Linked DNA regions of Sus scrofa: region 1 is linked to region 2. A link is a contact called in public Hi-C data. All regions are on one chromosome and are shown on one strand. The core of a region is the stretch at or near the end of the contact, and the rest is flanking DNA. Distances in the headings are between cores, read along the strand shown. Region 1 holds the start of IER5 (immediate early response 5). Region 2 holds the start of XPR1 (xenotropic and polytropic retrovirus receptor 1).

Region 1 (2,819 bases), core at 182-2,681, 400 kb after region 2:
CAGATTGTGGCTGCGAGTTGTCTTTTATCAGAAGACACTGCATAATAGAGCAGATTGTGTATGTAATGTCTCCTTTTCAGAACTGGAGAAACTAAAGGATCCTGAGGTTATTTACCCAGAGTCCTCAGGCAGGTCAGGTCTGTGGTGGAGTTTTGGTGGGACTAACTTTAACTGACTCTCCAGGAACCCAGTCTAGGACCCTGGACAATCCTGTGGTGTAAGTTGTTGACTGACCAGAAAATTCCAGAACACTCTTCCCCTATAGTTTTACCTTGACACAAAATAAAATAATGACATCATGTTGGGAACACAGGACTTCTCTATTTGTATTTTTAGAACTTGTTAGATTTTTCCAAGGGTGGACTTTGTCAGTCCTCCTGTTCAGGAAAAATCATTGTGCAGAACTTGTACTATTTTTATTTTCAACTGATGTAACAACTGTGTTGGTTCTAGAATCTAAAGAACAAAGTGGTAGGCTAGCTTTAGTGGAGAACCAAAAACTTTGTTCCTAGACACAAAGCCTTGATAAGAAGTCAGAAATTTGGGGACTTTTATTTTCTTATTTATTTAATTTATTTATCTTTGCTTTTGAGGGCCGCACCTGCGGCATATGGAAGTTTCCAGGCTAGGGGTTAAATTGGAGCTACAGCTGCCGGCCTACCCCACGGCCATAGCGACTCCAGATCCCAGCCGCGTTTGCAATCTACACCACAGCTCATGACAACGCTGGATCCTAACCCACTGACCGTGGCCAGGGATCGAACTTCCTCTTCATGGATACTAGTTCGGTTCGTTACTGCTGAGACACGACTGGAACTCCTGTAACTTTTAGAACCCCCCTTTTCTGTCTTCAGAGCCTAAATTGACAAGTGCTCAAGAATGCATGTGCCTCTTGGAGGCAGGGGACTTACCCAAAATTAATGTCTTGTAGTAACGCTATTAGTATAAGGGTATCCTTTGCCGCGTTTTGCCGTCGTCGCATTTCTGCCGGGTAGCTTACAGGTGTGTGCCGCCTAGGAAACAGTGGCGGGAGAGGGAGGAGGGCTGATCAGGGAAGGATCCGGCTGATTAGGGAAGCAGAGCAAAGTCCACCGCCATACTCAGATGAAAGTCTGAAAGGTTAGTTCGCCTTGGTTCTGGCGAGCAGCACACAAGCCAGAATCTTGACGAACCAAGAACTCCCCCTGCTCTCCGTCAACCACGCTCAGAGAACTGGCCTGGACTAGGCGGTGGGCGAGTGGCGCGCGTCGCCCCCTTTAAGAGCCTGCTCCGCGGGACTAACGTTCGAATGGCCCCCGCGCCCCTCCTCGGTCTCCGATTGGCCGCGCGCGGCGCACGAGGGCGCGCCGACCGGCCCCGGAACGGTTGGCGGCCCTTCGCGATTGGCTATCGAGGCGCCTTTATAAGGCGCCTGGCGGCCGGGAGGCCCTCAGTTAGCGACCGGACCCGAGACTGGCTGCTGGTCTGTAGTGGGGAGGGCGCGGGAGCAAGAGAGAGTGTGTTGCCAGAGTCGTTTCTCTTCGGAGTCAGAAGAAATCGAGGGTCAACCCCAGAGGCGACGAACTTGTTGACGCCTCTCGTTTCCGTCTCAGCTTCGGAACGTGGGCTAGGGTTCACCCCCTCACCCCCGCGCCAGCCCTGGGAAAGGGGAGGCAGGATGGAGTTCAAGCTGGAGGCTCACCGCATCGTCAGCATCTCCCTGGGCAAGATCTACAACTCGCGGGTCCAGCGCGGCGGCATCAAGCTGCACAAGAACCTGCTGGTCTCGCTGGTGCTCCGCAGTGCCCGCCAGGTCTACCTGAGCGACCCGTGCCCCGGCCTCTACCTGACCGGCCACCCCGGGGTCCCGGCGCCGCCGCAGCAGCCCGGGGAGCCGGCAGCCGGGCCACCCGCGGGCTGGGGGGAGCCGCCCCCGCCGGCTGCCCGAGCCGCCTGGCCAGAGCCTGAGCCGCAGCCGGAGCGCCCTGCCGTCCCAGAAGTGCCACGGGCGGATGACGCGGAGCCCGCTGCCACGGAGCCGGGCGCCGGGGACACTCTTCAGGGCCGAGAGGCGGAGGCGGCGGAAGCTGCCTGGCGCCGCGTGGAGGGACCGCGAGACACAGCGGTCGTAGGGGCCGGGGGCCCTGCTGGAGCCTCGGACGTCTTCCCCGCGGGGCCCCGGGCAGCACGCCACCCCTGCGGCTGTCCCCCGGGGGACGAGGACACGCCGAGCGCTAACCCCCGCGTGGACGGCTGCCGCGCGCCGCGTCCGGCCGGGGACGAGCCTCCCGCGCCTCCCCCCCTCTGCCCCAGGAAGCGCGGCGCGGCGGGGGTGGGCGGCGGCCCGGCGGGCTGCCCGGTGCCCGGCTCGACCCCGCTCAAGAAACCCCGCCGGAACTTAGAGGAACAGGCGGGCGGGGCGGCCGCGGAGGAGGAAGAGGAGGCGGAGGAGATGGAGACCGGTAACGTGGCCAACCTCATTAGCATCTTCGGTTCCAGCTTCTCAGGACTCTTACGGAAAAGCCCCGGGGGCGGCCGGGAGGAAGCGGAGGGAGAGGAGAGCGGTCCGGAAACCGCCGAGCCCGGGCAGATCTGCTGCGATAAGCCGGTGCTGAGAGACATTAACCCTTGGAGCACTGCCATCGTAGCCTTCTGAGCCCCCGGGGTCTCCGTCCGGGAAGGAGGTTGAGCAGCGGGCGTCCCGACGAGAGGGCTGGGCCCCTCCCGGCTGCGAGGACGCCCCCGAGACGGTCGGCGCCGAGCGCGAGGGGGAAATCGGGTGCCGCCGGGCGGCACAGACTGCCCTTGAGCTTGGCGGCCGGCTGGGCCGTGCCTCCCGG
Region 2 (2,704 bases), core at 170-2,669:
GGCTTTTGTACAACAAAAAATCAGAAAGCCTCATCGCCCATGACTATTTTCCATCATGCATCATCCCCTGTCCTGAGGAAATAATTCTAGTATCCCTACTGACATGATTTAAGAGGAAGAGGAAAGGGGAAAAATACATAGAGAAAAAAACCCAAAAAACCCAAACCAACAGTAGATACTGTTATCACAGAACACTGTCCCAGTCATAGTAGCCACTTAATCTTTGGATCTCACCAAAATTGTGAGAATTAAAGGACAAAGTACTTTGCTTCGATTTAAAATAATTTTTGTTCCACGGACAGTAAGTGCTTAATAAATTATTATTCAGGGCTCCTCCACTCAGGGAAAGACCTTGATTTCTGTCCAAAATCCAGGACAATTGCTCCCATACTCAAATAGTGCCAGCTGTGTGAGTGATCTGTTCTCTATGCTCCCTGAGAAGAGTCAGCCTGGATGCTGGACCCCTTTTTTGATCTCCTTGGAGGTGGGGTTCCTACTGTACTTCAAGAGGATTCTCTTTCCTCCCAGCATTGGTTTCCCTCTCAAACCTCACTCCTAATCCCCACGAAGCTTAGCCACAAGTCCAGTTGATACCCCAGTCCTATTTTGAGTCCAGGTGTTGTGGTTGGCCTTTCTGGGAGCCCTGGGGCTAGACAATTACATTGAAATTCAGAAGCAGCATGCAATTTTTGGCACTGATATCTTTAAGTAAATTCAACAAGCATTTATCCAGCACCTAGAGCGTGTAAAATAAGCTTCCTTTAAATACATATGGCCCTTAACTATTTAGTCTGTTTTTGTCTTTTTTTTTTTTTTTTTTTTTTAGGTCCGCACCCGCGGCATAAGGAAGTTCCCATGCTAGGGGTCCAACTGGAGCTGTAGCCACAGGCCTACAGACAGCCACAGCAAGGCCAGATCTGAGCAGAGTCTGCAACCTACACCACAGCTCACGAGAAGGCCAGATCCTTAACCTACTGAGCGAGGCCAGGGATGGAACCTACAACCTCATGGTTCGTAGTTGGATTCGTTCCGGCTGCGCCAAGAAGGGAACTCCTATTTAGTCTGCTTTTAATTTGAATTAATGTTGAGCCATCCTTAAGGGTTTTACGAAGAATAAATATTAAAAAGAAAAAATATTTGCACAAATCTTTGCAAATATAAACTTCTGTGGAGTATTGTTGCTACAGTATTAATATTAATTGCAATAACACCACAGCTTCCCAGGCAAGCGTTAGGAGCGCAGCTGTAAGGCCAACAAGAACCAGACGGAAGAGGTCAGGGGAGGTGCCTTCGGCACGTCCGGCCCAGAGGGGCGGAGCTATAAGGAATATACTAAAATACCGCCCGTTACCCCGCCCTTTTCGACGGTGCGGCGTAGGCGGTTACCATGGCGATGACGTATAGAGGGCGGGGCGGGGAGGGGCGGGGCTATGGAGAGGAGGAGGAAGATGGCGGGAGGGCGGCTCTGAGGAGACCTCGGCGGCGGCGGAGGAGGAGAGAAGCGCAGCGCCGCGCCGCGCCGGGGCCCATGTGGGGAGGAGTCGGAGTCGCTGTTGCCGCCGCCGCCAGTAACTGCTGGACCCGAGTGGGAGTGAGGGGGAGACGGCAGGATGAAGTTCGCCGAGCACCTCTCCGCGCACATCACTCCTGAGTGGAGGAAGCAATACATCCAGTATGAGGTACCGGCAGCGGCCGGGGAGTGGGAGGACTCTGAGGGGCCACCATCTCCCCAGTCCTGACCTCCACCGCCGCCTTCGGCTCCTGCTGCCTCCCCGCGCCCGGGCGGACTTTGACCCGGTGCGGCGGGGAGCCACTGCGGCATCCCCGCCGCGGCCGGCCCCCTCTGGGCCCCGCTGACCTTCCCCTCCCCCGCAGCCCCGCTGCCGCCGGGGTAACGGATATGCGGGCGGCGGGCCGGGAGGGAAGGCACAGCCGGCCGGGGCTGGGGAATGGCGGTGGGAGGGCGAGCCGCAGGTGGAGGAGTCGGGGTGTGAGGGCAGCCCCGGGGTCGCGGCGGTTTCGCGCTAATCCCCTCCTCCCGCTCACCCTAACCTCGCGTCCCCACCCTGGGCGAGCGCCCCCTCGCCAAGGTTAGGTCTTGTTTCTCTCTGCTCACCTCTCACCGAGGAATCCTCTTCCGAGATAAGCCCCTCCAGTGATTTCCTTCATTCCACGGAGCCCTTCAGCTTTTCTTCACTTGCCCGCTGTTGACAAAGGCTTTGTAACAGGGTTGAAACTTGATTTAAATGTGTATTACACATGCAGTGGTTACACTATGCACACGTACCGTAATCAGCTATTTTGTTTTGATGAGGCTGACTTGTCTTTTCACTGATTGCATAAAGTATACAAAGTATATAAAACATCCTTATCTTTGTTTTTGGCTCTTCTCTTGTTTTGGGATGAAGGGGGAAGTGGAAGGAAGAAAGAGAAGGGAATTATTTACAATTTTCACATTTTCTTTCCTAAATTTTTTGTTATCTAGGGAGAAAAGTACTACATTGTAAACAATGTAGTTTGAAAACATACCTGTGTATTACAGAAATCATGGCCCGTCTCACCCTTAATTTCTGTAATAACAGCTCTTGGAGTGTATTTAATAGATAGTGATAAGGAACCTTGCATTAATAAAAGGAAGAGTAAAGGTGGTGAGCCCATTTAGGGATTCAGAAGCCAAGATACCTGAAGGGCTTTAAGCATTGCA

Evidence for each region. Hi-C and Micro-C count contacts between places; a contact is called where the count stands out from the background.
Region 1: a contact with region 2 is called in a Hi-C map of embryonic fibroblasts, with 2.1 times the contacts expected there. The contact joins the promoter of IER5 here to the promoter of XPR1 in region 2. A contact is called at or near these places in 1 of 47 Hi-C or Micro-C datasets (embryonic fibroblasts) and 1 of 2 datasets of contacts at active chromatin or transcription factors (alveolar macrophages).

What each region holds. Positions count from the first base shown.
Region 1 is chr9:122,632,350-122,635,168 of Sscrofa11.1, forward strand. It overlaps IER5 (immediate early response 5), which reads left to right and starts at 1,432. Exons shown (of 1, transcript NM_001258436.1): 1 at 1,432-2,819. The coding sequence starts at 1,658. The coding sequence ends at 2,635.
Region 2 is chr9:122,236,535-122,239,238 of Sscrofa11.1, forward strand. It overlaps XPR1 (xenotropic and polytropic retrovirus receptor 1), which reads left to right and starts at 1,420. Exons shown (of 15, transcript XM_003130352.6): 1 at 1,420-1,679. The coding sequence starts at 1,611.